2 separate regions of the Hordeum vulgare genome follow, and region 2 is linked to region 1. A link is a contact called in public Hi-C data. All regions are on one chromosome and are shown on one strand. Each heading gives the region's core, a stretch centred on a gene start, on an enhancer-like site or on the middle of the called end of the contact. The rest is flanking DNA. Distances are from core to core; before and after follow the strand shown. Region 1 holds the start of LOC123407869. Region 2 has its middle 28 kb from the start of LOC123409647.

What was found. Hi-C and Micro-C count contacts between places; a contact is called where the count stands out from the background.
Region 2: a Hi-C map of leaf shows a contact between it and region 1, with 4 times the contacts expected there. The contact joins the enhancer-like site here to the promoter of LOC123407869 in region 1. A contact is called at or near these places in 2 of 6 Hi-C or Micro-C datasets (leaf and seedling).

Annotation. Positions count from the first base shown.
Region 1 is chr7H:613,165,019-613,170,378 of MorexV3_pseudomolecules_assembly, forward strand. It overlaps LOC123407869, which reads right to left and starts at 2,765. Exons shown (of 1, transcript XM_045101105.1): 1 at 2,044-2,765. The coding sequence starts at 2,504. The coding sequence ends at 2,196.
Region 2 is chr7H:613,198,495-613,203,854 of MorexV3_pseudomolecules_assembly, forward strand. No RefSeq gene overlaps it. Among protein-coding and RNA genes, the nearest start is that of LOC123409647, 28 kb to the left of the region's middle. Within about 2 kb of position 3,272, at least 2 of the 3 cell types and tissues checked have open chromatin away from gene starts, as enhancers often do. A contact at or near this core is called in leaf, where this site is marked.

The DNA of each region.
Region 1 (5,360 bases), core at 1,515-4,014:
AGTGACACTTCTTTTTTCTAGTTGGTGGGTTAGTGCTTGGGATTGATAGGTTTTCATGAGCCAGTTGTTGTTGGTTGATTTGAAAAAAAGTTGGCTTGGTCAAAATCGTAAAACAAATCCGAAATTGAATACCTCAGTTGAATCAAAGAGGTTCAAAATTAGGAAACATATAGTGAACTAAAAGAACTGAATGGGAGAGATCCTTGAGAAATTATTGACACGATTAAAATTGAGTGACCCAATTCTAAATTGAAGATCTCAATTAATTGTGTGGCCTTAGAAAATAGGAAACATAGTGTATAGAGAATGTGAGAGTTCTAGAAATTGTTGACCCGGTCAAAATCAGATGACCCAATTCCAATTGAAGAGCTCAAATGAATGTGGGCCTTTTAAAATTAGGGAGCATAGTGTTATAAAAGGATTCCTTCCCTCGGTGATCCTAATCGAGTCCCATGGTGATGACGGCAGCCTTCTGGGACGCAACGACAGGCGAAACCGGAAGGGATCGACTCGTCCCCATGCCAGCCAGATCTCCTCGAGCTTCAGCATCGCCATTGATGTGAATCTGGCTGATGCCCACATCGATATCTTCATGAACTCCTTATAGCTTGGCAAAGATGCCATCCAATTTAGCAGAATTTTCGTCGGACATCTTGTGGACACCCTTGATGGTCAATTGCAGTGATCAACAAGCTTGCGATCGATGTCGTCAACGAAGCTGCTCTAAAGCAAATCATAGATGTGCCTTCTGTTAATTGTCAACTCCTCCATTGTTTGTCATGGCCAGCTAACCTTATGGTGGGTGTAGTGGTTGTGGCCCGGCAACGCCAAAATGCGATTCTAAATACCATATTATTAGCACTACTAGTTGAGCTACAGGGTCATGGCTATGTTGGATTGAATTCGATCTAGGGTTTGCATTTCAGGTGAATACCGCCCAACCCCCCCCCCCCCCCCCCCCTCACTCCTGCTCTAAGATTACAAGTCATCTGAATGGCCTTTCTTCTCCGCCAAGTTCTCCTTTCTACAACCAAGTAGTTTCTTTTAAGGAAGGGTAGCTAGTTTAATAGGTAAACAGATACATGGCCCACAAGTCGCGCCTGTTGGACAAACTACTCTCATGGGCCAGCCCACCGGCCCATTTCCGCCCTTTGAATCATTGTTTGCACAGCGTCAAAGAAAATAATCCTCTTTATAATCCTCTTTCGTGCTTGGAAACCGGCCAGTGCGATCCCATGGGAGGGAGGTTTACGAAACAACGAAGATGATACCATGGCTGTTCAACGACCGACCGAACTCAAATTTTTTTTTTGAAACCACATATCATCATTATTCAACAATATACTGGATACAGATACAAACATACAGGAAAACATAGCCCTAGAAACTATGCAAAAGGAACCCTGATAAAACGATTTAAACAGAAAGGTCCTTTGAAATCCTTGCAAACAACTAACTCTTTAGCCATCGCCAACTCCCCAGCGTCATCGCGACGCACGCTGGAAACAGAGGGAAGCCTCGAACAACCCCAGATCCAGGCCACCACCATCGCCAATGAGACTTTGCGAGCCGATGAACAGGCCCAGTGCTTGCAACGAGGTACATGTCGATGTGCCATGTCGGCCGAGGGTTGTTTCCATGATTATTCAGATCTGGACGAACTCAAGTTAGGATGAATACGAGGAGTGGAGGCCGAGGCCGGTGGTATTGTCTCGCTTAGTCGCTTGAATGCAACTGCGGTTCGCCCCTGTTTTTGTGAAAGAAAGGGAAGCACAGAGGAGGATTTTTCTTAGGGCGAAAGCTCCACCAGCGCACACGGTGGATGGCGACGGCCGACGGGAGATGGTTCCACACCCACACCACCCAAGCCAAATGTAAACTTCGTTCATCCACAGTTCCCCACCCAAAAGAAAATCCCCAGCACCAACGCTTCATCTCCGTGTACACGTACGTATCTGCTGCCTTGAATCCAGAAGCGATGGAACATTAAAATGGAGTGATTGATTCTTATCTTATATGTATATAAGTACATGGTGCAGTTGCTACTCCTCAGTACGTATCCCAGGCCGTATAACTGAACTGCTTTTACAGATGTAGCCATTCAGTCTCGCTGAGAGAAGAAGAAAAACCAGAGAGAGACAGAAGCTACGTAAAGTTAACAAGGACGGTCGCTACTACTAGTACGATTCAGGACTTCAGGCGGTGGCGACGGCTCGGGAGGCCGGCGTCGGGGAGGGCGGCAGGCGCGAGCTGAAGTTTCTGTGCCGGAAGGCGGCGTCCTCCGCGTCGGCGTCGCCATCGTCGCTGCCGCTGTCGTCGAAGTTGAGCGCGTAGCTGAGCGGGTCGTACCTGAACTCCCCCGCGGGCACCACGCGCCGTCTCCACCTGGTTCTGCCTGCGCCGGTGTGCGGCGACGGCGAGCCGAAGCAGCCGCACATGGTGGTCCGCAGCTTGTGGCGCAGCGACGGCGGCGAGTAAGGCGGCGAAGAATCCACCTCATCCATGGAGTCTGCCTTGGTAGTGTGGTTGAGCTGGATGTGGGGGAGAAGAGATGAGCCGTGTGGTGTGAGTGAGGAGTGAGGAGGTGGAGGCGGGGATTGGCAATGGCTCGATGAAGAAGGTAGGTCGATCGGGGAAGGCGTGACTAAATAGGGATGAGGGAAGAGGACGCATAGGGATTGACAGGGCAGGCGACGGCGTGAAGGGCGAGAGACGCGCAGACGAAGCCGTCGTAGCGCACGCGTGCGGACCCGAGGGTGGTTCCGGGATTGCGCGGTTGCTTCATACTACTTGGACGGAGGGAGGTGGATGAGGACGATGACAACGGTCGGTCCACGTGCCGTGCAAGCTGTCGTATGCTCACCACTAATAACGGTCGCTTAGCTGGCAGCTAAGCTCAGACTTAGGCCCTGTTTCTTTAAAAAGTTCTAGGATTTTTTTAGTCTCAACTAAAAAAGTCTCTAGTCCCTATCCGTTTCTTTCTAAGGACTAAATATGGACTAGGGGTTATTAAATGACATGTAAAAAGACCATATTACCCCTAATAATATACTACTCCTAGATGTAACATAGTCATGCTAAAAGTTATTAAATGACATGCTAAAAGTAGGGGTACTGTTGCAAAAAGTGTCAAAAAAGTCCTAAAAAGTTCCTTCCATAGGGATTTCTTCATTTAGTCCAAAATACCTGCTTTTAGTCCCTAAAAGCCCCTCATGTTTCTTTCACATGAGACTATACACCCAAAAGTCTCTAGAAAGAAATATCCCTTAGCTATGTCATTTTTACAGGCTTTTTCTTTTGGGAAATGTTAACCATGATGGACCGTTGTCGTTGAGGCCGGTCACCCGTTCAGCGTCGGTTTAGTTGAAGATTTGGGTCGACAGTGTGTCTAACGCAATCGATCAACATTTGCCGGTTGGCCATCCTCTAAAAAAAATGTGCACACGAGTCATAATAGTGGTCTATCGAGGATAGATACCGTCATCCAGGTAGTATCCTTTGTCGTAGTTCTGGTCGTTGATGGTAACCATTCATCAGTGCGTACGATTCAACGTCGTAAGGTGTTCCGGGTTCGAGCAACGGAACAACGGCGGTTGTATATTAAGGTGGTGATGGACCAACATGACAACCAAGATCTCCTCATCATCATCGAAGGAGGAATCGTCGGAGTCGCAAAGAAAAATGTGGAAAAAAAACTCGTTGACGGAGTCCATTTTGCACTTGGTAAACTGTCGAACATCTTGTGGGCGACGTCGAAGGAGCTGACCGGTGAAGAGACGCGCGCCTCCCTTGGACCAGGTGGCTGGCCTGGAGAAGTCCCGACGGTGCGACGGTGATGGCGGCGAGGTGGCGACGTTTGGGGTAGGTGTGTCGGCACCAGCAAATGGGTGACGACGACGATGCGGCGAAGAAGGGCAATGGTTTCTTGTCGATATGGATGAAAGAGGATGATCAATGTGTCACCGACTAACGGGCCAGGGGGAGGATAGATGGGCACCGCGTGCGTTTGTTTCGTGTCCACGTCGGCGCAAATCAGGCTCAACAATGGGTCGAGAATGAGTCGGCAGACGGACAAAAGCGAACGCACATCTGTTTGGGTCGGCGCTTTGGGCAGACCTTTTTATCCGCCACCACCCAAATGAACGCGCACGGATGAAATGGGTCGGCTCGTTTAAGTTGCTCTAACGCGATCAAATCAAGCGTCAATCCGACACTATTTTCTTCTTCCCTTTCAAGATCAACATCTGAAACTGACGCGGATCGTACGCCGTACCTCTATTTTTACGTTCTCATCATCATATACAAAACAAAAGATACTAATAGAAAGCTCATGGCCGAAAGCAAGGGGTAAAAGTTCCTCCGTGTTTTTTGTATGTATTGTATGGACAGAATAGAAGGAATCGGTTGATCTGAACGCCGGCCGAATCGGATGCCAAACCTCCCTGGTCTGCCGGGTGAAAGGTTTCCTACGGACACGATCCAGGCCTTTTAATTCCCGTGACGGCGACGGCGACGGCCACTCTGCTCGAGTGAACGCCCTGCTCAGTCAAAACGTGCACGTCGCCGAAGCAGAAAAATATCCTGCATGCCTCCGCGTGCAACTGCAAGCGCCGTTGGTTTGGTTTCCGTGTCCTCGACGCAGCCTGCAAACGCGACCAACACAACAAGCACCAGACATCTCGTGCGTGTTACATGCGCACAATGCACATCCCGTATCCTCATACAGTGCTAGTACACGGTAGGACAGTGCTACCTTTAGCATGGCTTCAGGCATGAATGAACACGTGAAGGTTTTCTGCTCGCGTGGTGGCGCTATCCATTCATTTTCCAGCCGATGATCTTAGCTCATCTGGTCAGTCCAACCACCGCTGATGGTGCAACGCCCATTTAAATCAGTCACTCGATCGATGCTCAGGCTCAGCAAAGCCGGAGCAATTTTCTAATATACTCAGGAGTACTAGTGCCATGCCCAGTTGCCCACCATCTACAGCATCTAGTATCTATGTGTCTGCTTCGTCAGCTGGGATAAGGATCGATTCATTCGTCACGCCGTCAACAAAGCATCCTACTACTTGACAGATAATCTACTGTACCAAAATAAATCAACGAGCGGTCCACGGCAAAACCATACGCGGGAGGAATTATTGTATCCATCCATCCATCGACCTCACATGCTACATCTTTCTTTAATTCCCTAAAAACACTTTAATTACATACGTATGGCGTATTGCGGTCTATAGTGTATAATACGAGATGAGTATACGGGTATCAAGCACACCTCAACTAAAAAAGGATATCTCTTCAATTCCTACTTGGTGCATATCTAATCAAGCGCTTTAGCATTTTTTTAAAGAATAATC
Region 2 (5,360 bases), core at 2,022-4,521, 34 kb after region 1:
TTGGAAAATGCTGAAGAGAAAGCGAGAACATGTTTGCACAACAGTGCAGGAGATGATCACCGAAGACAGCAGCAACTAATCCGTTTTTGGAAAATGCCGAAGAGAAAGCGAGAACATGTTTGCACAACAGTGCAGGAGGTGATCACCGAAGACAGCAGCAACTAATCCGTTTTTGGAAAATGCCGAAGAGAAAGCGAGAACATGTTTGCACAACAGTGCAGGAGGTGATCACCGAAGACAGCAGCAACTAATCCGTTTTTGGAAAATGCCGAAGAGAAAGCGAGAACATGTTTGCACAACAGTGCAGGAGGTGATCACCGAAGACAGCAGCAACTAATCCGTTTTTGGAAAATGCCGAAGAGAAAGCGAGAACATGTTTGCACAACAGTGCAGGAGGTGATCACCGAAGACAACAGCAACTAATCCGTTTTTGGAAAATGCCGAAGAGAAAGCGAGAACATGTTTGCACAACAGTGCAGGAGGTGATCACCGAAGACAGCAGCGACTAATCCGTTTTTGGAAAATGATGAAGAGAAAGCGAGAACATGTTTGCACAACAGTGCAGGAGGTGATCACCGAAGACAGCAGCGACTAATCCGTTTTTGGAAAATGCTGAAGAGAAAGCGAGAACATGTTTGCACAACAGTGCAGGAGGTGATCACCGAAGACAGCAGCGACTAATCCGTTTTTGGAAAATGCCGAAGAGAAAGCGAGAACATGACTAATCCGTTTTTGGAAAATGCTGAAGAGAAAGCGAGAACATGTTTGCACAACAGTGCAGGAGGTGATCACCGAAGACAGCAGCAACTAATCCGTTTTTGGAAAATGCTGAAGAGAAAGCGAGAACATGTTTGCACAACAGTGCAGGAGGTGATCACCGAAGACAGCAGCAACTAATCCGTTTTTGGAAAATGCTGAAGAGAAAGCGAGAACATGTTTGCACAACAGTGCAGGAGGTGATCACCGAAGACAGCAGCAACAACTAATCCAGGCCTCATTACTTTGCTTGCTTCAACAAGTTAGCTCTGAACCTGCGATCACCTCGTCGCTGGTTCTACAATGGCCAACATCGTCTCGAGTGCTTCTCTTCTTTCGGCCAAAAACAAATGGGGTTATCGTTCCTACCATGGAGCAGGAGCTCTGGTCGTGCTGCTCCGAGGTTCAAGTTTTTACCAAGGTCGTCTGCCATCGGAAATGGATGCAGGGTTATGGTTGGAGCGAGTATATTTATGTTTGTTTGCTCCTGGTACGAGACATATATATTTCTTTACAAGTTGTTTAGTTCTGGGTTTTGTATTGGTCGTCCTCTAGACTTTCTGTAAAATTAACATGCAGTCCTCTTGCATTCCTAGACACTTGATTCCAATTCCAGACCATGTGCCACATATGATTTTCCATGTCGTCTATAATTCTCTTATCTTCAGCATTGACCACATAGAGCAGATTTTTCGTTGATAAAAAGAGCCAACACTAAAAAGCTTATCCTTGAACCATGCTAGTTTGTGTGCTGCAGTTTGTAACTACAAGATGTCTGGCCAGTTGGCACTGCCTACTTGTCTAAACTTGAAAAAGGCCTCTTTTACAAATGTCGTTACACCATCAGGCTGTGGAACTTGTCATTCTCAAGTTCTCTATCACGCGCATGAACACCTCCTCCTGGCATTTGAATGGATCCGTCCTGAAATGGTGGGACAAGAGGACCGGCTTGCACAACCCCAATCGTCGTGCTTTGACCTTACTCACCATGCTTGTCTCCTGAAGTACCTGAAACGAACGTGGCGCTAGAGTCTTCCGTAACAAGAGCGCACCACCTCCCATACTTCTGTGGACCATCATTGACGACGCCAAGCTTTGGGTCACCGGGGGTGCCAAAAAATTAGGGTTTATTTTAATAAGCGAGTAATTGTCATACAGAGCATGTGAACGACCTATAACACTATAAAACTCTTCTTTCATACTTCCGTGGGCCATCATGCGGAGTATTTAATGAATGAGGCAAATGTTTTAGCTTCGTTTAAAAAAAGCCTCTTTTAGAAATGAGTTGCAAAGTGCTTGCTCTGCTTTGCTATAAAATACAGTATAATTAAGAAATTACTTTGGTTCTCGCAAACGCAGCTGGACCAAACACGGCATCAAGTCGAGACAACCTCTACAGCGGATGTGGTGGTGGATCAGTTGCATACCCATCATAAAATAATTGCTAGCTATGCTTATGGCACAAAATCCATGTCACTGTCACCATGCATGGCTAACCATATACTCCCTCCGTACCTAAATATAAGTCTTTTAAGATATCTCATTAGGTGTCTACATGCGGAGCAAAATGAGTGAATCTATACTTTAAAGTATGTCTATATACATCCGTATGTAGTTCATTAGTGAAACCTCTAAAAAGACTTATATTTAAGAACGGAGGGAGTACATACCAGATAGGGATCCGTCATCCATGGTGTGTCACTCTATGCAACACATGACAGCAATGGTGTCACGTTTTTTCAAAATACAATATGAATGCCATCACAACATTTAGTATACATTTTTTTAATAATTACTTTATTTTTTATACCGTCTGAATTTTTTTCAAACAATACTTGAAACGTACGTTGTACGTGCGCGTTTAATAGTCATGCAAAACGAAAGATGATAGAAAGCACACGGCAGGTCGAAAGGGAAGGGAGAAAAGGGCCTCCGTGTTTTTCCGTATGGATAGAAATGCAAAACCAATCGACAAATGAGAACCCCGGCCGAACTTTCACAAGCTAAACCTCCCAACTGGGTGAAAGGTTTCCTCCATACACTGTTCAAAAAAAAAGTTCATACGACACGCGTTGACGGACGGACAGGATCGAGGCCATGATACATGTCTGTCTATTAATTCCCGTGACGGTGACGGCGACGGCGACTCTGCTCGGCAAAAAGGTGCACCTTGCAGACGCCGTTCATACGACACCCGTTCGGAGACCCTCGACTCTGCGACTTTGGTCCCTGAGCAGACAAAGCTGTGGTTAAAATTCGTGAAGCGGCTGCACATGTGCTCTATAAACTCTCAAATTTTGAGGGATTACCGAACGAGTCTAAAATATCCTGCCTCCCAGCAAGCGCCGTTGGTTTGGTTTCACTACCCTGCCGTCGAAGGAGCCTACAACGCGATCAACACAAGACATCCCATGCGTGTTCCACGCGCAAAATGCACATCTCATGTAGTGCTAGACTTCAGACTAGGGTAGCGCTAGCTTCAGTCTTTGATCACGTGAAAGTCTTTTTTCAGCTCGCGTATGTACGTGGTGGCGCCATCCATTCATTTCGATCTCATCTCATCTGATCAGTCCGGCGATACTGTTGTGCCGTCCATTTAATCAATCAATCAATCAATCGATGCTCTTGCAAGTACTACTAAAAAATCTTTATTTAATTCCTCCAATTTGGTGCATATGTAAAGGCAACTTCAACGCCCCAATCTAAACAGACAACGTTTTTGTCTGTTTTTTTGTCCGTTTGGATCATTCGCCGACCTGTTCATATTCATTTTTTTAAAAGAATCAACACATGCATCCAACGAGAAGTAAATGGATAACAACACTGTAACAATGAAATAAAAAAAAGAGGTGGGTGAGGATAGACCAACAGTAAAATAATAAAAAAAGATGGATGAGGATAGACCGACGAATTAAATAAGTAGGCAGAGGTGGATGGGTGTTTATGTGACAAGTGGATCAGGCCTAACAATGCGGACGACGCAGGCACAGAAAACGTTCGCTTTTGTGTCCGCCGATCCAAATACAACCCAAATTTGCATCAGAAATGGGTCCGCGCGGACACAAAATAAAAATTAGTCTCTGTGTTGGATCACCGCTTTTGTCCGTGCCAACCTCTAGGGACACGGGCGGACGAAATGGATCCTCCCGTTGGGTTGTTCTAATGGCATTACTTAACTTATTATGTTTTCTTGGTGCCCCACGATCAACACCATGCACATTCAGGACCCGTTTGAAATCGGTGTAAACTTATACATTGGAATTTAATCTACAGGTGTATATTAACGGCCATAGGTCTGTATCAATTACACCGGTATTTAGGACCCAATAGACAATCCAAGCGCGGCCTCAGGTATAACAATCATGCATACCATTTGCAGCCACAAAACAGGGACAGGGCCGGCTAAAACAAGCTTCTGAAAACTGTACCATCTTACAAACACTGTATCACAAACTCTTGTTCCAGCGTTTCCGCGGGGAACAGCCACACCCACACGGCGGGTCCATGTTAAACCAACTGAATCCCCGGATCCAGACGACATAGAGCAGCAAAGGAACAGTAACATAGTTTTTTCAGAGCCATGAGCAGCCCTGACAAGTAGGCAAGGCGAGACATGTTACACAAAGTGAGCAAAATGTATATTAAAACCTGCCTTCTTGTAGGCGAGGCAACCACATCAGCACGCACCAAGTCCATGCGACAGAAATCGCAACCGCCTTTTGACCTCTGAGGACGAGGGTGTCCGTCTGATAATGACTCTCCGATCCATCGACTCTGTGCAACACAATGCAGGAATTAGTTAGGCGATGCGGAAGGACTTTCAGTCCAGATTGAACAGATTCAGTAGTTCAAAAACAAGCAAAATTGGACAGACTACAATGGTGGGCTACATAGTGTAGAGAGAATTACAGGCAGAAGCAGAACATCGTTTGTGTTCCATTGGAGATGCTCATCCCAGCTGAATTTGAAATTCTGTAACTGTAAACACTCGGCCCTTACGTGTTTAACGCCATAACTTGCGCAGTGCATGTTGGATCAATAGCCAGGCAGAGGCATCTATAAGCTCAACATAACACTTCCTAAACAACGGGCCAATAGCTCCTGTGCACGTCTTTTCTGGAAATTGGATGAAATGAGACGCTGTTCGACAGCATGGCTTGGGAGCGACACTTTTGAGCGAGTAAATAGCTCCTGTGCGACATGGTCCTTAAGCTGAACTGATATCCTCATTAGCTGTTATGGGTTGGACCCACAACGTATCCACGTAAGCACGGGACCCACCACTTGTCCAGTAAGCGCGGGACCTACCTCGTCGCGGCTAGAAGAGATTCCGCCCGTGCCCGTCCGTGCGCCGCCGCCCATTGCTTTCCCCTTTCCCCATTCTTCCTCGGGTCTCCGGCGACCTAGTGCAGATGTCCACCTCCTCCGCCACGCAATCAAACTGGCGTCAGTATGGTCCAGTGATGCTCACAAGGTGCCCTAACTGCCCACGCCCAGAGCCTCTCAAACGGTTGGTCACTAAGACGGATGAGAATGGCAATCTTGGGCGGGAGTTTCTGAAATGCTTGAGCAAACCAATGGCAGGAAGGGATGGCAAGGTTAGA